Regions from separate parts of the Mus musculus genome. Here regions 1, 2, 4, 5 and 6 are each linked to region 3. The links are chromatin contacts, called in public promoter capture Hi-C maps. All regions are on one chromosome and are shown on one strand. The core of a region is the stretch at or near the end of the contact, and the rest is flanking DNA. Distances in the headings are between cores, read along the strand shown. Region 1 holds the start of Dnaaf4 (dynein axonemal assembly factor 4). Region 2 holds the start of 4930509E16Rik (RIKEN cDNA 4930509E16 gene). Region 3 holds the start of Gtf2a2 (general transcription factor II A, 2). Region 4 holds the start of Ccpg1os (cell cycle progression 1, opposite strand). Region 5 holds the start of Mns1 (meiosis-specific nuclear structural protein 1). Region 6 holds the start of Zfp280d (zinc finger protein 280D).

Region 1 (3,398 bases), core at 806-3,305, 2.9 Mb before region 3:
TGAGACAAGGTTTCATGTAGCCCAGCTTTCTGATATTGGCTTACAGGTACATACTGAGCTCTCGTGAATGGCACCCAGCTCAAGTGAACAACTTTCACTTAAAAACTTACCACCCGGCACAGAAAGGCTATCCCACAGAACTGGCTCCTTTTTATACAATGTGAAAAGAATCGTGTCATTTCCAATCTTGGCTTTGCTCTTCCCATCATCTATAGGAGCATAGAGAAACAGCTCAAATAAAAATGGAGGAAAGTTAACCTGTTCAGACGAGAGAGAGAGAGAGAGAGAGAGAGGCATTGAGTTAGTTACACAAATTAAAGACACTGCCATCTTAAAAAAAAAAAGCTGGAGAGACAGCTCAGTGGTTAAGAGCACTTATTCTTGTAGACAACCTGGGTTCTGTTCCCAGCACCCACATGGAAACTCCCAACCCTCTGAAATCCAGTTCCAGGGGATCTGACATCCTCATCTGAACTCCTAGGGCATCAGACAAGCACATGGTACACATTCATGCACAGAGCCAAATCTGCAACACACATCAATAAAGGTAAATCAAAAAAATTTACAACCGTTTATTCCAGAAAAAAAAAAAAAAAAAAGCAAACATGCTAGGGTGGGGACATAGTTCCTGGTGTGGTGTCCCAGGCCTGTTATCCGGGCACTCAGGAGGTAGAAGCAGGGTGCTCAGACATCCCAGGCCATTCTCAGCTACGAAGTGAGGGAGCCAGTTTGAAGCCAGCCCTCCCCTTCTCCATCCCGGTGTGTGTGTGTGTGTGTGTGTAAAATGTTTCTCAAAACCCCACTGAATTTATTCCAGGCAGCATAATTTAGCAAAGCATATGAGGACGCAATAGATGAAAGCAAATCTGGAACCTGAATATGTCTAGATGACACCACACTGACAACAGATTTGTTTTTGTTGTTGGTTTGGTTTTTTTGTTTTTTTTTTTTAGATATTTTTGTTTGGTTGGTTGGTTGGATGGTTGGTTTTGTTTTGCTTTGTTTTTTGGTTTCTCGAGACAGGGTTTCTCTGTGTAGCCCTGGCTGTCCTGGAACTCACTCTGTAGACCAGGCTGGCCTCGAACTCAGAAATACGCCTGCCTCTGCCTCCCAAGTGCTGGGATTAAAGGTGAGCACCACCACTGCCCAGCTGTTGTTTTAATGACAACGTTGTGCGCATGTGTGTGGGTCTGAGTGCCATGGCACGCAGGAGGAGGTCAGAGAATTGTGAGAAATTGGTTTTCTCCTTTCTGGGGACGGAACTGCAGCTGTCAGGCTTGGTGGTAGTGCATTAACTCATTGGCCCATCTCAGCAGCTTTAGACTTGTTTATCAACTTTAAGTTGAGGTTTAGCCAGGGATGGGAGAGCATCCCATTAATCCCAACACTTGGAAGTCTGAGGCAGGAGGATTGCCAGTGTGGGCTACAGAATAAGACACCCTCCACCCTGCTCACACCCCTGTAGCTATTGGGGCTGGAGAGATGGTTCAGTGGTTAAGAGCACTTATTCTTCCATCCTGCGTGGCTCACAACCATCTGTAACTCTAGTTCTAGGAGATCTGACCCCCCTCTTCTGGCCTTCGCAGGCATTTGCACACACCTGATGCACACTCATGAATGCACGCATTCATACATTTAATATATACATAGTTACTAGAGATGTAGCTCAGTGGCTTGGCATACACAGGATGCTGGGTTTGATCCTTAGCATAACAAAAATAAATTAATTAAGGGTAAAAAATGTAAATTAAAAATTAACTTTAAAAAAGTAAAGCCATGGACACTCTACAAGACAGCTCCTGCTCCCGGGGCGCACAGCAACTGCATCTCCGCCCCGCCCACCTTCAGGTAACTTTCCCCACAGAATACGTCAGCATCGCGCACGCAGACGCCCCGCAAAGGCAGCGACAGGAAGATCGTGGCCGGCGTCTGCTGCCAGCTGAACTCGCTCACTCGCACTGGCATGGCGGGACCAGGGACTGCACAGCCACTTTACGTCGCTAGGAAGCCGATCGGGTTGCTAGGGAAGCGGGGATTGCGGGGTTGCCATCACTTCCGGCCCTTAGGGTCCTTCCGGGTCAGGGGTCCAGTAGGACCCTCGGTCTCCCACTATGTTGGGTATTGCAGTTGTCGGTAGTCCTACTTGAGTCTGGAGTATCTGTGTCCCCGCTGCCTCTGAGAGAATGAGGACGAAGTAGAGCAGAACACGGAAACGAGAGGGCTCGGGGACAGGAGACTGCCGTGCGCAGGCACTGCTTCCCAGAGGATCCGAGTTCGAGGCTCAGCACCCGTGCTCGGCGTCTCTCAAGCGCCAGGAGCTCCAATCTGATACCCTCTTCTGGCTTCCGAGGGCACCGCACTCACACGCAGGCACAACTTAATTACATACAAATAGTTTAAAGTGACTTTTTGCTAAAGGAGAAGAGAAGCTGTGGTGTGGCTCCCTGGGAGAGGCTGGGTTGTATTCCCAGCTCTGGAAAGGAAAAAGCTTGGAGCTTTAGGATGCAGAGGGATATGGGTCGGCAGAGCTGGAATGTGTACATTGTGACAGCAAGGCACATTTAGAGTCAGGACGTTTGGTTTGCTCTGACCATTTGCTGTGTGGTAGCCTGTAATCTCACGACTTGAGCAGAGCCCTCAGTTGGAGACCCACCCTGATAAACACAAATATTCTGTCTCAAAATACAAAGCAACGTTTGATGTTCAGGGGCTGACGCCGTCACCCATCCTAGGAGCACTGGTGTGTACATTCCCTTAACCCTGGGAAGGGACCTAAACTTCAATTTTTGAGACCCAAAAGCCTCACAATAAACTTTGCTGCAATTCCATAGTAGGATCTATTGGATTTAAACTGATCCATTTCCCAGTAGCTTACACTGGACTTCAATAATACACACCGAACTTCAGCTGCCAAGAAACTTGAAGGCCGTGTAGTTCAGCCCAACGTCTTTAGTGCCATGTGCATTGTTAGCAGAAAAATGACTGAGATCTTTCATTTATTCTAAATGCTCCTTCTACACTACTTCCTTAGGCCCAGTTTCTACATTACGCGAGTCTGATGTGAATGATAAATGTAATTAAGTACTAGAGAAGTTATTTGCACATAGAATGCTGCATTTTAAACTAGAAAAAAAAAGTTTGGAGAGCATTTAGGGAAATGTTTAAACTCCAGCATAATTTATTGCAGAAAGTTTAGGATCAGTAGAGTTGGTGTTAGTATCTCTCCCTTCCTGATCCTGACCTGTTTTGTCAGCAGATCATTATCTCAAACTTCTGCTCCTTTGTCAGTCCTTCTGAGCAGAGAACCTAACATCCTGCTGATTTGTTTCACTTTCATCCTGCTTTTTGCCATTTCCCTCTTTTTATTCTATTCTTGTTCCTAGCATGTTGTCTCAAGC
Region 2 (3,131 bases), core at 137-2,636, 2.5 Mb before region 3:
TGCTTACAATTGAGAAGAGGGAAGCATGGTGTGTGTGTGTGTGTGTGTGTGTGTGTGTGTGTGTGTGTGTGTGTGTCTAAGGAGACCAGGGGTGGGTGCAACCTTCCCCCGTCCAGAGGTGGCACAGCCATGCACCCGGCTCTGGAAACCCACCTTCAATGAATGCATTAGCCTCCCCTTCGGATGCCGCCGCCGCCCCCCATCCCCTTTGCAGCAGCAATGTGCCTAGGCTGTTCTACCCCAGCGATGGAGGATCCTCTTACCAGATGGAGTTCTTGATCTTGTGTTGCAGAGCGTTGGCCTCTGTCCCTGGCAGCCCGGGCACAAGGGCTGGCAGAGCCACCCCGGGGTTGGGGGCGCTGAGGGGAAGCTGCTGAGGGGCATCGAGCTGCTGTGGTGGCGGCTGTTGTTGTTCCTCTGCCATCGCTGCTGGAGGGGAGGGAGGGAAGATGGGGGCGCGGGGAAGGGTGAGGGAAGAGACGCGGAGGGGAGGACGACGAGGGGAGGAGGAGGGGGAGGGGAGGAAGAGGAGGAGGAGGGGGAGGAAGAGGAGGAAGGAAGGAAGCTGGATAAGCTAGGCCTATACCCCAGGGCTCGAGTGAGTCGCTTTCTCCGGCCGCCTGAGGGACATCCCCGGGGAGACCGCGCGGCTCCTCGCGGCTCTCGTCACGGTTCCTCTCCCGGTTCTCCTCGCGGTTCTCGTCACGGTTCCTCTCCCGGTTCTCCTTACGGCCCCGCGCGTCACCGCGGCAGAGGCATGGCGGCGCCCCTCAGCCCCCCGTCAGCGGCCGGGGCTGGGGGGCGTCTGAAGAACGAGGTCCGTGGTCGGGCGCCCCCTCGGCCCCAAAATCCAACCCGACGGGTCTCTCGGGGGGCCTGCCTCCCCGGCCGCCCTCCCCCGGGGGCCTGGCGCCTCCGAGCTCCCCCACGCCGCTCGCTCCCTCGCTCGCTCCCGGCCCCGCCGCCGCCGCGGCCACTGCTGCCCTGCCAGCCCGGAGCAGCCCAGCGCGCGCAGCCGCACTGCGGCCCGGCGCAGACGGCACAACACCTACCGCGCGGCCGGGGGGCGTGGACGCGCGTGTGCGGGCGCGGCGCGGGGGCCGCAGGGGGGCGCGGAGCGCGCGGGGCGGAGCGGAGCGGCTACGGGCCGCGGGCCCAGGAAGCCGCGGCGGGGGCCCCGAGGGAGCGGTCGGGTGGCTGCGGCGGCCGAGGGGGTTGGGGGGGCGTGTTGGGGGCGGGGAGCGGGCTCGCGTGACGGCGGCAGGGAGTGGACCTGTGCCACCGTGCGGCGTGGAAGGGAGAATTGATCGCTTCCTAGTGTGTAAGGTGAAACGAATCTACACGCCCTCCCGCCCCCACTACACGCTCGCGAGCGTTTCCCCTCTACTAGTCAGGACTGCTTCCTCTCTCAGCCACCGGACTGAGCTGGAGCAGGTGAGAGCTTTTCGACGAGCTAGCGCAGCGAGCCTACTCGGTCTGGTCGGAAAATGGCAAGTGGCAAGCTGGTGGAAGTGCTCCTCGGTCGGGCATTCAAAGCCCTCCAAATCTGGCCCCACTTTAGCCGTCCAATCACAGCCGCCTCCATCCCCCCTGCAAGAACTCCCAGCTCCAATCAGTGAAGTCTCCATGCCATCCTCAGCGCGCAGCAGATTCATTCTTCCTTGGTGCCTTTGCCCATGCTGTTCCCCACCCCACCCCCTATGCCAGGAGTGCCCTCCCTGCTCTACACTCCCAATTCAGCCCAGGCTCGGAGACACACAGCTCAAGTCGCGGCTTGTCAGGGTCCCTGGCAGCCAAGGCCCCTCCTGTTTCTCAAAAGGAACACATGTAATACAACATGGAGGCGCGAGCTTCAGCCAAGAGCTCTTCCTTCGCAGCCATCTAAACTCACCCCAGCCAGAGACTGCCCACCATTTCGCCCCCTTCCCATTCATAGACAGCTTTGCTGGCTGAGAGTGAGACTCCCTGCCTCCAACAAATCATTCCTCTTAGAAGAGCAGAAGAATTAGCTTTTCTAGGTGGGGCTGGTCAGGAAGGCTAAGCGCCTGGGTGTAGAAGACAGCAGCCAAAGCCTCTGGCACCAGATGGAACAGCTGCACAGCTCGCACTGACCTTTCTCAGTGCCTGTGGCTGTAATGAGCCTCCCAGCCCGTAACTTCTCTGACAGTGTTTCTATCAGACTTGGCCCTGTCAGATTTTCTGGCCACTTTCCTGGATGGACTTTGAGCTAGGAGGCCCTGCCACCTTTCAGACTTCTAGTGGGTGGTGAATCTGATTGGCTTGGATTGCGTGGTCTTTTGAGTGCTCTGTTCCCTGCCTTGGCCTGAAACTCTCTTGCTTTGTCCATGTGGCCTCAGGCCTGGTTCATACAGACTGGAAGCCCATACTCTGAATGTTTGCACCTGGATGGGTGGAGGCAAGGACACCCTTGCAAAATACAGTTTCCTCCTGAGGATCCAGACTGTGTTCCAGAATGCATATTTATAATTCTGTATTCACGGGGAAGATGATATAAAAAGACAATGGGAAAAGTGGCCCAGACCCCTTTTTCTAATTTTTTTTTTTTAAACCCGAAGAGTGATGGCCTCACATTGCCACATTCGGGGAGGGGGGGGAGGGGGAGAATCAACAAAGAAAGGTAACTAGGACCTGCTAAAGACCTTAAGAAAAGGAAGTTGAGAACCGAGATGTCTTTAAAATAACTTCACTACCGGTGTCACACAGGCTGGCTTCCCGAGTGCAACTTTTCAGTTTTTAATAGGTTCCATAAAGAGCCACGCATCCCACAGTCACCGCTAGAGGGCTCAGCAGAGTTACAGCCCCGATTTGCCCTCTAGCGGCGATTCTGAACAGAGTGCGTTTACGGCGACTTAGGGCCTTGGGGACTGGCAGCATGGCAGTTGGAGCAGACATCTGGAAGCATTAGGTTCAACCAGCCATGAGAGGGTTTTCATATAGCGACAGACTGAAGACATCCTCTTGCCAGAATGAGACACCCTTTCAGGAAAAGAAAGATCATTGCTCACACTTAACATCTGAGAGGTAAATTTGGGCTTTGTTACAGTTTTCATAGGAGACTGAATTTAAATAAACTATGCTTTAAAGAAACTTGAAAAAAAAAAAAGTGGTAA
Region 3 (3,188 bases), core at 686-3,185:
CTTATAGTCCAGAGATGGACAGGGGGAGATCTATTCAAACAATCATTATCAGATAAGACTTGGTGAGGCTGGAGAGGTGGCTCAACAGTTAAGAGCACTGGCAGCTCTTCCAGAGGACCCAGGTTTGATTCCAAGAACCCAAACGGCAGTTAGAAACCATCTGTAACTTCAGTTTCAGGGGATCTGACACCTCACACAGACATACATGCAGGCAAAACACAAATGCACATAAAATAAAAATAAATAAATATAACAACAACAACCACCAAACCCAAAACAATAAAACAAAACAAAAAAATCTTCCTGAATCCTAAGGAGCTCAGCTACAGGAAGGAGTATAACGAGATTTGGCAAAACTAGTGACCTGCCATCTTCAGATTACACTTGGTCAGCAACTGATCCAACAGAACATTCTGTGATCTGTTGTTTTCCGGTTCCAGCTCATGGAACTACTGTATTTCCTGTTTCCTTTGACAGTTCTTTCTCAGCTCTGACTTCCAGTTCCTGAATTACCTGCTTTCCCTGTTAGTTAGTCCATCTCAGCTTATGGTGTTAAATCCTATCTATGTGTTGATGACTTTGAAACTTGTAGCCTTCCCTCACTTCTCTCTTTGTACCCATATTCAGGATGTTCTACTCTACATCGAAACAATTATCAAATAGCTAAGACACTTCTCCTACAGCTAAGAGCAAATGCAGAGGACTCTTCTATGGGCCCTCAGAGTCATATAAACCATAAAGATGGTCCAATTCCTAGCAAATCTTGGAAGGGCAACTTTCAAAATGAATCCAGAAGCCAATCATTTCTCAACATCCCCATGATTATTTTATAATGCCAGGCCACTGACTCATGGTGTTCAAATTTTCTTTACTCTACACTTGTCCCTCACACTTTATAATTTGCAGCGGGGTTATCTTTTAAAAATATGGGCTAGAACATATTTTCCATCAGCTTCTATCAGGCCTGACGATCTGGCTACCCTCTATGTTTGGTTTGATCTATTTTCCACCTCCCTTTGCACTCTCAACTGCCCTGAGGATGACAGGCGTGGGACTGCCTTTGCGATGGCTGTTCTTTCTGCCTGTAATGTTCTTGCTCAGATATTAATTTGGCTAACACACAACTCCAATAGCTCCATTCAATTGCACCTAAACTGACCACCACATAGGAACTCCAACATCCATTATGAAACGTCTCCAAACCCTTCATCTCGCTAAAATTTTTTGATAGCACCGTCTGCCATCAAGTTACCTAACGGTCTTATGTTAACTTTCCGCATAAAATGTAAAGTCCACGAGGGCATGGATCTTTATTTTTGTTCACTTGATGTAACCTGCGGGCTGAGAACAGTACCGGATACTCGACGCGTGTCAAACAAAAACATTTAGCTCGTTCAAAGTAAACGCCAGTCAGTACGTGTGTATGGAGAAGGGGAGAAAAAGGTCAGAGAGACATAAACTTTAAAATAGGACAGGGGAGCCATGGCACGCTCCATTTGACATCTAAGCATTATTTGGAAAAGAGCTAACAGCGACTTCGACGTCTGCTGAAACGAGCTGGCTCGGCCATCTCCAATCTTTAAAGGTGGCGGCAACTGCAGAACTTCGGAATCCCCTCCTCACTGCAGAGCTGGAGCGCAGGCGCCGTGTGTGCCCGGCATCCGAGCGGGACGCCGGTCGCCTAAGCGCGGCCTGAGGAGAGCGGGAAGGCGGCTGCTCCCGCGCGGCTGCGTCTGTCTGGGGTCGCCTTCCGGCGGGCACAGCGCTCGGTACCGCCCGCCTCGCCGCGGCCTCCCCGCTCCCGGCCCCGCCGCCGCCTACCTGAGGGAAGGCGCTTCCGCCACGGCGGTAGCAGAGCCAGGTAGGGAGCCCGCTGCGACCACCTCCTCGGCCGCGGAAACCGCAGCCCTGTGCCAGTGACCCGGAAGTGCTCACGCGACCCGGAGGTGACGCCACAGGAGCCACTGCCGGCCCCCACCGCCGTTTCCGAGAAGGGGCGTGGTCTCTCCTGCTGGCGCTCGGGAAGCAAAAGGCAATGGGGCGACTGTCTGGCTTGTCAAAGTTTGTGGGACTGCAGTGTAGGGAAACCAGGGTTTGTGAGTCTTTCATCTTTTTCATTTGGAAGGTCTGCTGTATAAACTTCGTGACTGATACAAAAGCAAATACGTGGATATTCTGAGTTTCCAGAATTTCACATCCCTTTTCTTTTTAGCGGGGGTGCTTGGTTTTCTGCTTTCAAAACAGCAGCTATAGGTACTGCAGATGGCCAGTGAGCACATGAATTGTGACTTCGGATGCAAACACTCCAGGTCTGAGAGTGAAACATGTTCTCCTTTGTGCCATGCTGTAGGTTTTCCTTTTTAGCCTTTTAAAATCATATCCTTGCAACCCAAACTCATTAAATAATTTCCAAACTATGAAATACAGATCTGATTAAAGTTCAAATAGTGTTAAGATTGTAAACAGGCTGAACTTGTTATCAATTAAAAGAACCAGAGCAGGGTGTAGTGGCGCACACCTTTAAGTTAATCCCAGCACTCGGGAGGCAGAGGCAGGTGGATTTCTGAGTTCGAGGCCAGCCTGGTCTACAGGGTGAGTTCCCGGACAGCCAGGACTACACAGAGAAACCCTGTCTCGAAAAACCAAAAAAAAAAAAAAAAAAAAAAAAAAAAAAAAAAAAAAATAAATAAAATAAATAAATAAATAAATAAAAGAACCGGAAGCATCCACACTGCAGGATTGTAAAGGCCCGATGTTTGAAAGGCTTCACCGGAAAATTCAGTGTAAAAGTTAACGATTAAAGATGAAAACAAGGCACGAATGTATATTCCAACTAATTTATTCAAATGCATTAATGCTGCAGTAGCATGTGTAACAGATGAAGACACACCACTGTATTTGGAACCAGTCAAAGGAAGAGAAAAGGATATACTTTGCAGATCAATGGCTTCTCAGTGACAAAAACCAGAGGTGTATCCTGCAGAGAGAATCAGTCTCAATTCTCACTGAAATGACAATATTATCTAAGAACAGTGGAAAGGGCACAATAAGCGCATTCCGTCTAAATGACAGAATGTGAGCGTCCAATGAAAATCATTTGGAAGTATGAATCAAAGTGCAACAGTGTTTGATGAACTCCAAATTGTGTTCTATGTGAACAGAACCCCAAGGACTGTGCAAGCCAGCAG
Region 4 (3,484 bases), core at 693-3,192, 3.0 Mb before region 3:
GGTGGAGAACAAATACTAGGAGGACAGTTCCCAACTCTTCTGGTCTCCACAGGCACTGCATACACAAGCTGCCTTTACAGCAGACAAAACATACAAAAACACATCTTTTAAAAAAAAAAAAAAAAAAAAAAAGGTGGTGCATCCCCAGAAAACACAGTAAAGCGTAAAGAGGTCAGTTTAGTTTCACATCCTAGACAATCACCTTCATAACTAAATATCCTTAAAACTCCAATGGAAACACAACAGTCTATTCTTTGGCTTACAGTACAAAACTGGTTCTAGGAGTTGTTCTGATCATCCTGGGGCTTAAACTCAGGGCCTCACATACATTAAGCAAGTACTGTACCAAAGAACTACATTCTCCGGTCTTTTTATACAGAAATATGCTCTCCACTATATTGCTCAAGTGGTCTCAAACTTGCCATTCCCCTGCTTCAGTTTCTAAATATCTGGGGTACCACCTTTAACTGGAATTTCAACTTTGGTGTAACAGGGTTAAAACAGCATTTACAGCAGGCTCCATGGTACCCAACTACGATCACAGTGCCTAGGACGCTTAGGCAAGAGAACTCCCAGGTCTAGCCTGGGATATATTAGTATCAGGACAGCCAGAGATACACAGCAAGAAAAAAAAGCCAAAAGCATTAACTCACCCTTAACAACCTTCTCAGTTCCCCTGTGACTTGAGCTTGTCAGAATAGCAAACTACTCACACCAGTTATACATGATAAATATCCCCTGAGAAATCTAAGACCTATTAAGATTGGGATCTTAAAGTTAGTCGGTGGACTCAGAAGGCAGAGGCAAACGGATTTCTGAGTTGGAGGTCAGCTTGGACTACAGTGCAAGTTTTAGGATAGGTGGAGATACACAGAGAAACCCTACCTCAAAAAACAAAAACAAACAAACCAAAAAAACCCAATCCACCCACTCCAAAAAAAAAAAAAAAAGGCGAAAGAAAAAATATTGGGTCTTTAAGATAGTTAGTGCTGACATTTCAAACATTATGTGACCTTGCTGGAAAGGTCTCATAGCACCCCTAACTGAGAATAACCAACTGGTTGCCCTTTCTAGGGACAAGCAGCCCCATACAGCCAATAAAGCAAAAGTGGGAGAGGGCAGTGCATGATGGTTCACCCTTAAGGAAAACACCCCAGCTGGTTGCGGTCTAGAACTCGGGCGCTGCCCCTGGCAGAGTTGGGATAAATGAGAGGTAAACACAAACGACACACGCGCAGCTGCTACTTAGGACAAGCCGTCAGCCTAACAAACGCTGGTAAGGACCCGGAGGGGAAGCGTGAAGAACGGGCGGAGAACAGGCTTCGGGGCTGAATAGGAGTATACTTCTGGGGTGCACACTTTTCTATTCCTGACACCTGGGACCTCCGAGCCGGCTCAGAGTGACGCACGCGGCATCTCAGCATACGGATGCAGCTGCACCTGAATCCCGGGGCGCCCAGCTCCGAGCTCGCGGGGCTGCAGCCTGCGAGCCCGCGCCTAACACCTGCCAGGTCGCGCCCTCCGCCCGAGGTCGCCCGAGGACCAAGGCATCCACCAGGAGAAAGCCTCCCGGCGCTGCGCCCGAAGGTACGAGTTGCAGCCCGCGGCCGCCCCATCAGCCCGACCTGCGCCCCAGGGTCTTACCCGAAGACAGCGCCTCTTCCGCCCGACCGCGCCAGCTGTCACCGTGGCGGCGTCCGCGCTCCAGACGCCAGTGACGCCTCATAAAAACAACAACCTGCTCGCAGGCGTCCGCAGCGGGGAAGCGGTGGCAGGCGCGGCGCAGCAAGGCATGCTGGGACTTGAAGTTCCTCCTACGTCTCCTGCCAGCTCGCGGCGAGCAAAAAGAACTACGACTCCCGAAGATGCGTACGGCCCGCACCCCTGAGGCTACCGGAAGCTGGGCGGAGCGACTGCGGATCTCCACAACATCCGGGCTCCCACGCCTGCAGCCGGTTGCCACGGAGACGGGCTGCCACACTGGAAGACGGAGGGTTTCCACCCACCGTCTTCCTCCCCAGAAATTGTAGTTTACGGGACTCCGATCGTCTTGCTGTTGCTTTCCGTCGGTTCTGTAAGAAGACTGGGCCCTACGCCTTCGCCAGACTTCTCGCTATCAGGAAAGAGTTGCTTTTGCCGAAGAGATTAAGATGGCGAGAGAGACAGACTGCGACTTGGTGGGTTTGGGCAGAGAGCTAGATGCTTTTGAAAGTCGAATTCATAATAGTGTTTGAGGCACCATCTACTCCCACTCACTAGTCACCAAGCTGTTATATTTACAAGTTTAAATGCACGATCCACAAAGTAATTACTCTGAAGGTGTATAGGAGGCACCTCACTACAAATGATCTTTTGTCCAGGATGGTTTTTGTTTTGCATTATCTATTTGCAGTCGTGGGGATCGAACTCAGGGACTTGTGCATGGTAGGTAATCTCTGTTCTACTGAACTACACCTCCCAGCCCTAGAACCTTCATGTTTTTGTCACTTAGAGTATGCCTAGTCTAAAAGGATGGAAGAGGGTGAATAGGAGTGCACTCACCCCAGAGGGAAGTTACCGTTCCTCTGTCCCCTACCTGTCTAGTGAGTAAACAGTAAAGGAAACCATTCAACAAGCTGATGTTGGGCAAAAGCTAGTTCACATTTAGATCTGATATTTGTGTTGCTGTAACTAGGGATTGAACCTCAAGCCTCACACAAGCTAAGAAAGCCCTCTACAAAGGAGGTAGATCCCTAACCCCTCGTTTTTGTTTGGGTGAGAGGGGAGTTCTGGGTGGTGGGTTTTTTTTGAGACAGAGCTTCTCAGAGTAACTCGGGCTGACTTTAAATTCTTTGTGTAGCTGGCACTGAATTCCAGAACCCCTTGCCTTTATTTCCCAAGTGTTAGGATTACAGGCCTATGCTACTACACTCTGCTCTTCCAACTTGGTGAACAGGCGAAAATTTAAATAACAAAGCTGGCTTTACAGTGAGTGGGTTTGTAAAGTGGTACTTACTTTGATTACTTATGAGCTGTAGACGAGATAGCACGGTCCCCCATGACTTGGTGTAGATAAGACACCTGGTGACTTGGATTATTGAAGTGACTTTTTAAAATCATTAAATCTAGACCTGAAGGTGATTGTGTTAGTCAGGGTTCTCTAGAGTCACAGAACCTATGGATAGTCTCTATATAGTAAAAGAATTTATTGATGACTTACAGTCCCCAGCCCAATTCCCAACAATGGTTCAGTCGCAGCTGTGAATGGAAGTCCAAGGATCCAGCAGTTACTCACTCAGTCTCACACAGCAAGCAGGCGAAGGAGCAAGAGCAAGACTCCCTTCTTCCAATGTCCTTATATTGTCTCCAGCAGAAGGTGTAGCCCAGATTAAAGGTGTGTTCTACCACACCTTTAATCCCGGATGACCTTGAACTCGGAGATTTAATCCTCTGGAATCCATAGCCACTATGCCTCAAGATCTCCATACCAAGATCCAGATCAGAA
Region 5 (3,148 bases), core at 301-2,800, 2.4 Mb before region 3:
TGCTCAAAACACAACAAAACAGGGGACGTTCTTTTCACACTTAGGAGAAAATTCACTTGTCTCACTTCCTGTCTGTTTCCTCTTCTACTGCAATCTCCTAAAAAATATTTAGAAATACTCATGATAGATTTAGCCAGCAGAGCAGGATGTAAACACACGCATTCAATAACTGAATTCTTCAAAAATTAAAAATATGAGTAAGTGTACATCTCACACATATGTCCATCTCCTACCACTTTAATAGTGTCTATGTTTAACGTCATGAATTTTTAGAAAGGAAGGAATTTCTTAAATTTCTTATTAGAAATGTAGAGAAGGCAACACGGTTGCACTCACATAAACAAAACTGTGATGTTAACAATTACGGATTTCATGCTTATGTTTAAAAACAAAAATGGATATTCTTGCCAAATGCTATTCTAAAGTCTTTCGATTTGCTCGTTGTTAAAAGCATGCAAACTGACCAACTGACACCACGTTCTTCAGCTAAAATAACCAGGACTCCAAAGGATTCAGTCAGTTCCCAGCTCTCTGTATTTCCTCAACTCCAGGCAGGGCTGACAGCCATCTTTCACCTTTTCCAAGGAAAGAAAACTAACAAGGACATTGCAACTTACTTTTTGGATGGCTTCTTCCATGTCGAGCTCAAACTGCTCATTCTGCAGCACTCTGAGGAACCTCTGGCGTTCCACCTTCTCGTCGTTTTCATTTTGCACCACTTGGTTCTTGGCTTGCCTCTCTAACTTATTCATGACTTGTATGTTCAATGATTTGCGGAATTTTTCATCTACTAACTTCTGATGCTTTTCACTAAAGCTCAAAGCTCTCTTTTTGGTCGCCTACAAGTGCGAGGGGGAAAGGGAAATACACAGAATTCAATATTCTTCTTTCAAAAAGATACTGCTGAAAATCCCTATAATAAACACTATAAAATAGGTAACAGTATAAAAGGTCTTTGGCTTTAATTCAGGATATACTAATTAATATTTAAATATGATAATGTAAACTTAACGGCGTACTGATTGAGTACTACTAATAGTCCCTGTTTTGTAGTGGAAGCAGGAAAAGTTAAATTAAAATTCAACAGCGTCAGTGAGTGCGATGCGGATGCTCTCCAGCTGCAGCTTTACCACCAGAGAGTTGCCTTTCCCCCCACCCACAACAGAGCAGATTTAAAGATGTATCTATTTCGATGAGAGGGGGAAAGGTGCAGAAATGCCTGGAGTGTTCCTGGAAAAAAAAAAAAAAAAAAACCCAGAACCTTCTAGTAAGCAAATCGAAGTTTCTCACTGACCTCTCGGATTACGCACTTCAAATTGTATTTCAGAGAGCTCAAGACTACAAATAAACAGTTTGAAAGTCCCTGACCGACCCTTCCCCCGGCCTCCGAGCTGCTTACCATCTCGGTTGGCTTTAAACCTCCTCCTCCGGCAGGATGGGTCTCTGCCTCAGTTGCAAACGCGTCTTCCGGAGCAGCAGCCACGGCAGCGGATACCTGTGCACGCTGGGTTAAGTTTAAGCTGTGTCCCGGCAACCGCCAAAAATGCACCGCCCGCCCAAGAGGGACGCGGCCTCCCATTGGCTGGCACAATATCCAATCAGCACGGAGAGTCTTCGTTGCCAGGCAGGAGCGCTCCTTCCATAGGACCAAGCCAAAAGCGCGAAGTTCGGACGCTTTGCCCTAGCGGGAGCCGTTTACATCCGAAGGGAGCTAATCTCTGCGGTCTGGAGCCCAGCTAAAGCCCCAAGGAACCCCAATAAGCTCGGACTTGTCACTGCAGTGGACTGAGGGATGGTGCCCCTCTACCATCCTCAGTCGGTAGCAAGTTGCCTAACGTGGGTGCTGGGCCCTCCAAAAGAGCAGCAGGGCCCCCTACCGAGCCATTGCTCCATCCCTGATACACTCATTTTAGAGATGAAATATTTTGAGAACTTAGAGACACGGACGAGACCTATTTACTTACCTGGAACAGAAGCCACTGGATCGCTAGCGGAGTGTGAGACTGGAGAGCACGTGAAAACGGAACGGAACAGGTGTGGATGCATACTTGCAATCCCAGTGCTCTCTAAGGCCAGGACCACGTGCCGAGGGATGGCACCACCCACTGTGGTCTAGACCCCCCCCCCCATATTCATTAGTAACAATAATGATAATAGTCACCGCACGCCTTTAATCCCAGCACTTGGCAGGCAGATTTCTGAGATCGAGGCCAGCCTGGTCTACAGAGCCAGGACAGCCAGGTCTATACAGAGAAACTCTGTCTCAAAAAAAACAAAAAACCAAAAATAAATCATATATGAAACTGACTGTGGGGCAAAGCATATAATGCAAAGCATTCTTGGACTTAGGATGCAGCTAACAATCCCTTGGAACTCTACTAAGAATGTGGTTTGTGTAACTTTAAATTTTAGCTAATACATTAAAACCAAAAATTGTGTCTTGTGGAATATCATGGAACATCCTGGTGCATTGTATAATATTTAAATCAGTAAACATCAAAATATTTCTTTAGGGTTAAACAATCTTTTCCTCTGTGTGGTTTTTTTTTGTAATGTACAGCATATTACCATCCTACACCCCCACCTGGCTGTGCACCCCTGTACTTCTGACTATATTTTGCTAACTGCAGTCTAGCCCTTCGCCATTTCCCCCTGCCCTAGCCCCTGTCATCACCAATCTGCTTACAGTTTCTGTGAAATCAACATTGTTAAAGACTCTACGTGTTTTCACAATCATACTTTATCTTTTTTTCTTAAGAACTTTTTGAGATTTAACTTTACGTAAATAAAGTGTCTATGCGCCATTATGTGCCTGATGCCCACAAAGACCAGAAGATGTTATCAGCTCCCCTAGAACTGGAGTTAGAAATTCCTGGAGGTAGGTTACTGGAGCTGTCATGTGGGTGCTGGTTCCCAAACTCCGGGTAATCTGCAGGAATAGGCGGCGCTCCAAACCGTTGAGCCATCTCCCCAGCCCCACTCTGGCAGAGCAATATCTGTAGCACCATTATTATTTCAGCTGATCTCTCCAGTTCCATCCACACTGTCAGAAATGGTAAGACTTTGTTTTTCCCTGTGGTTGAATCTTATTCTTCTGTCCATTTATTCACTGATGGACACAGGATATAACCAGGACTTGACTACTGTA
Region 6 (3,290 bases), core at 15-2,514, 2.3 Mb before region 3:
ACTCAAACTCAAGGATGGCTTTAGTGCAGATGGTGGACCATCAAAAAGCACAAGGTCCTCCAACCCGGTCCCTTCACCCTATCAGTTACATCCAAACAACTTGAGTTGGTACAGTCATCTCTCAAAACAAGATAGCACACAGATGCCAAGGGAAGGGTTTTGTACCTTCAAACTCTTACTTCCATCGTGTGAATTTATGGTTAAGGGCACTAAAAGACGTCCAAGTATTTAGATGATTCAGTCCAAACTTGAAAATAAAGCCAAATGTTTAAGTATGGCGGACTATTTAAAAAAAAAATTTTTTTTCTTCGTGAAGCCAAAAGTCTCCATGCTCGCAGCAGGTTAACGTCCATTTTTTTCCTAGCATATTTCTTTCCTAACGGGTTACAAATGCAGGTTGGTCGTGAAAACACCATCTTCTTGCGCAGGCTAAAACCTCAGCGCGACCACTCGTTTGTGGTTTATTAAGTGAAACCTGCAACGCACAGCTGGAAAATCTGTCAGGCTCGGTTCTCCTCAAAGCCCTCCTCTGGTAGACAATAGCGGGGCTATGGCAGAGTGGGGACATTCCTTTGACAAGAAAGGTGGCTAGATAGGAGCGGTCGTCTAGCACAAGGTAAGGCCTCTGTGGCTGTTATGGCGAACGCCAGTGGGGTTCTGCTCTTGCGTGAAGAGTCGAGTGGGTTGGGTTGTGAGCTCGGGTCTCCGCCACACACACACACACACACACACACACACACACACACACCCGCGGACAAGGTACAAAGGACCGAGGGGAGTCGTCCCCCGAGAGCACAGCCGGGCTGAGAAAGCGATGGGAGGATCTGCGCGGTGGCGAGGCGACGAGGCGAGGCGACGGCTGGGCGGCCCTGTACTGTGGGCCGCCGCGCCGCCGGCCGCCTCGCCTCGTCGCGCCGGGAACCCTCCCGCGCCAGGCCCGGCAAGATGGCGGGCCCGGCCCCATGCGCAGCCGGCCCCTGCCCTGCCCGGCCCGGGCGCTCTCGCCGACGCGCCGCGGCCCGAGACCCCCACCCTGCGCCCCCGGAGTGCGGCGGCGCGGCCGCGCGGGAGGGCCTTCGCGGGCGGGCGGGCGGGCGGCCGCGCGGGGCGGGGGACGCTTACCGTGAGCGGAGCGGCTCGGCCTGACTGGAGCCCTGAGGAGGAGGAGAAAGAGGAGGAGGCGAGGGAGGAGCGCGGGCTGTGTACGCCGAGGCCGCTCCGGCTCCCATCGCGGAGCGGGGCTGCTGGGCGCCGTGAGGGGGGAGGGGGCTGTCGCGAGCCAGGGCGCAGTGCCTCATGGGTAGGCTCCGGGTTGGCCTCGCGCGTCCGCGCTCCCAGTCTTCCCGCCAACGCGGGAGGCGAGCGCGGCCATATGCGCCGTGCTGCGGACCTCGAAGGCCCGGGCCGGCCGGGCCCTAGCAGCCGGCGAGGACACGCGGGGACCGGGCTGAGCTAGGCCGTGGCGCTCATGGCCGCCTCAGGCCTAGAATTTGTAGGCACTCAGCAGTGAGTTCCATCCTTCTCCGTGTGCGAGGGTTAAAGGGCATGGGGAAGGGTGTGAGAGGAAAAGGAGATGAGTTTCCAGGATAGTACCACGTTGTTTTTGGAAAGTACGTTTTTGTTTGGGTATCTTTTTCACTCCTATTGTATGAATAGTAATCCGTAATTGGAGGTGGAAAAAAATGGCCGATGTATTTATAAGAATACTTCATCGTAAGTCGGATCTGTAAGGAAACAGACACCATGTTATGTCCGAAATGTAGATGGACATTTGTGTGTTTGAACGATGTCAGATTTTGTTAAAAAAAAAAAAAAGAAAGGAAGGAAGGAAGAAAGAAAGAGGCAATAAAACGAGGGCTGGAGAGATGTAAAATGAGTAAGAGCCCATGTTGCTTTTCTAGAGTGCCCTAATTTGGTTCGCAGCACCCCATGGTGGCACACAACTACAGTTCAGGGGATCTGATGCCCTCTTCTGGCCTCGGTAGGCACCAGACACTAAAGTGGCACACAGGCATATATACAGACAAAAAAACACAGATACACATAAACTCAAATACTATGAGCTACCTTCTATCAAATAGCCTCAGTGTCTATAGATACCAGGCTCTCGGCGATCAAAGCTTCTTTTATTCCAGTCTTAATTACTAGCTCAATACATTTCATACTTAGAGAATGGGTACAAAAGGTTTAAAGAGACCAGCAGATTTCAGAGGACAAAAGCAGAAAGCTGATACATATATAAAGTGAGTTGCAGATACTAAGGGAAGGGATCTGGGAACCCAATAGGAGGCCAGTGGAGCTAGGGCTGCAGAACAGGACCACAGGGGGCTAGAAGCCAGAGAGGAGCAAGATCCATTAGAAAGACAGAAGGAGGACACTGCAGGTGGGCTAAGCCCAGTATTGTGAATTTAGGATTTGTCTGCCTATCACTTCCTTGAAAGAGACACCAGGTGGTCAGGTGAGAGGTTAGCAATTCAGTCACCATCTCAGTGTTAGGTACCTATATTATTAGTTTTCTAACTGAACTTAGAGAATGAATCCATGTGCATAGAAAGGGGGGTTATTAGAATGACTTATAAGCAACAATGGCTGGCTATGGACAAAAAGTCCAAGAATTCAGTAATTGCTCAATTCAGGTTGGATGTTTCAGTGGGTCTTCAAGATACCCTGGAATTCTAAAGGAGTAGGTAAAGAGGGAGGTGTTGTATCCCTACTTGGTTCTTGATTGTGTCAATAAAAAGGGGGGAAGCCAATTGCTGGACGAAAGAAAAATGGTGGGACTTGCAGGTCCCAGAAGAGAAGGGACACAGGGAGAGAGGAATTTGGACCAGGATTTGGATGGAAAGGGAAGCTGAAGTCATGTAGATCTTGGGACACTTAGAATTATTGTAGCCTCTGCTGCCAGCAAGGACTGAGAAGGTTGTGGGGAGCTGGCTGATAGAATTGGGGCAGGAAATTCTTTACCCAGCTGTTGAGTTATCTGGCTAGCTTTAAAATAATAAAACTGTCTAATGTTTTCTATCCATGTAGCTAAGGTGGACAGGAGAAGAAAGAGGGCAGCCAGGGCAGTTGCTGGTGGAAGTTAGCCTGAGAGGGTTGGGGGAGCAATTGCAGCTCCTGGGAAAAATGACCAGCTGGTCATTGGCAGAGCTGAATGAGACTGGTGGTGGCAGATCACAGAGCTAAACCCAGAGAGGCTGGAGTGCAGGCTGTGACACCAGGCAAGGTTGGTAACAGGTTTTTAAAATTACACGCAACAAGTAGGCTATAAGGCTGAAAAAGTATAACCT

Evidence for each region. Promoter capture Hi-C pulls out the DNA fragments that hold promoters and counts their contacts. Capture Hi-C pulls out chosen DNA fragments and counts their contacts.
Region 1: a promoter capture Hi-C map of liver shows a contact between it and region 3, with 4 times the contacts expected there. The contact joins the promoter of Dnaaf4 here to the promoter of Gtf2a2 in region 3. A contact is called at or near these places in 1 of 39 promoter capture datasets (pre-B cells) and 1 of 9 other capture datasets (liver).
Region 2: a promoter capture Hi-C map of hippocampal neurons shows a contact between it and region 3, with 3 times the contacts expected there. The contact joins the promoter of 4930509E16Rik here to the promoter of Gtf2a2 in region 3. A contact is called at or near these places in 4 of 39 promoter capture datasets (erythroid cells, hippocampal neurons, liver and 1 more).
Region 4: a contact with region 3 is called in a promoter capture Hi-C map of pre-B cells, with 3 times the contacts expected there. The contact joins the promoter of Ccpg1os here to the promoter of Gtf2a2 in region 3. A contact is called at or near these places in 2 of 39 promoter capture datasets (erythroid cells and pre-B cells) and 1 of 9 other capture datasets (adipose tissue).
Region 5: a promoter capture Hi-C map of erythroid cells shows a contact between it and region 3, with 37 times the contacts expected there. The contact joins the promoter of Mns1 here to the promoter of Gtf2a2 in region 3. A contact is called at or near these places in 5 of 39 promoter capture datasets (erythroid cells, hippocampal neurons, liver and 1 more).
Region 6: a contact with region 3 is called in a promoter capture Hi-C map of pre-B cells, with 8 times the contacts expected there. The contact joins the promoter of Zfp280d here to the promoter of Gtf2a2 in region 3. A contact is called at or near these places in 5 of 39 promoter capture datasets (erythroid cells, frontonasal cranial neural crest, liver and 2 more) and 1 of 9 other capture datasets (liver).

The regions. Positions count from the first base shown.
Region 1 is chr9:72,957,442-72,960,839 of GRCm38.p6, reverse strand. Dnaaf4 (dynein axonemal assembly factor 4) reads right to left here and starts at 2,055. Exons shown (of 9, transcript NM_026314.3): 1 at 1,843-2,055; 2 at 111-258. The coding sequence starts at 1,965.
Region 2 is chr9:72,530,113-72,533,243 of GRCm38.p6, reverse strand. 4930509E16Rik (RIKEN cDNA 4930509E16 gene) reads left to right here and starts at 1,386. Exons shown (of 3, transcript NR_045735.1): 1 at 1,386-1,434. Rfx7 (regulatory factor X, 7) reads right to left here and starts at 1,004. Exons shown (of 9, transcript NM_001033536.1): 1 at 264-1,004. The coding sequence starts at 424.
Region 3 is chr9:70,011,295-70,014,482 of GRCm38.p6, reverse strand. It overlaps Gtf2a2 (general transcription factor II A, 2), which reads right to left and starts at 1,935. Exons shown (of 5, transcript NM_001039519.2): 1 at 1,822-1,935. It overlaps Bnip2 (BCL2/adenovirus E1B interacting protein 2), which reads right to left. Exons shown (of 11, transcript NM_016787.4): 11 at 2,824-3,188.
Region 4 is chr9:72,983,834-72,987,317 of GRCm38.p6, reverse strand. It overlaps Ccpg1os (cell cycle progression 1, opposite strand), which reads left to right and starts at 1,942. Exons shown (of 2, transcript NM_001198789.1): 1 at 1,942-2,177. The coding sequence starts at 2,151. Ccpg1 (cell cycle progression 1) reads right to left here and starts at 1,814. Exons shown (of 9, transcript NM_001286544.1): 1 at 1,645-1,814.
Region 5 is chr9:72,436,931-72,440,078 of GRCm38.p6, reverse strand. It overlaps Mns1 (meiosis-specific nuclear structural protein 1), which reads right to left and starts at 1,550. Exons shown (of 10, transcript NM_008613.3): 1 at 1,400-1,550; 2 at 618-839. The coding sequence starts at 1,402.
Region 6 is chr9:72,272,862-72,276,151 of GRCm38.p6, reverse strand. It overlaps Zfp280d (zinc finger protein 280D), which reads right to left and starts at 1,264. Exons shown (of 22, transcript NM_146224.5): 1 at 1,123-1,264.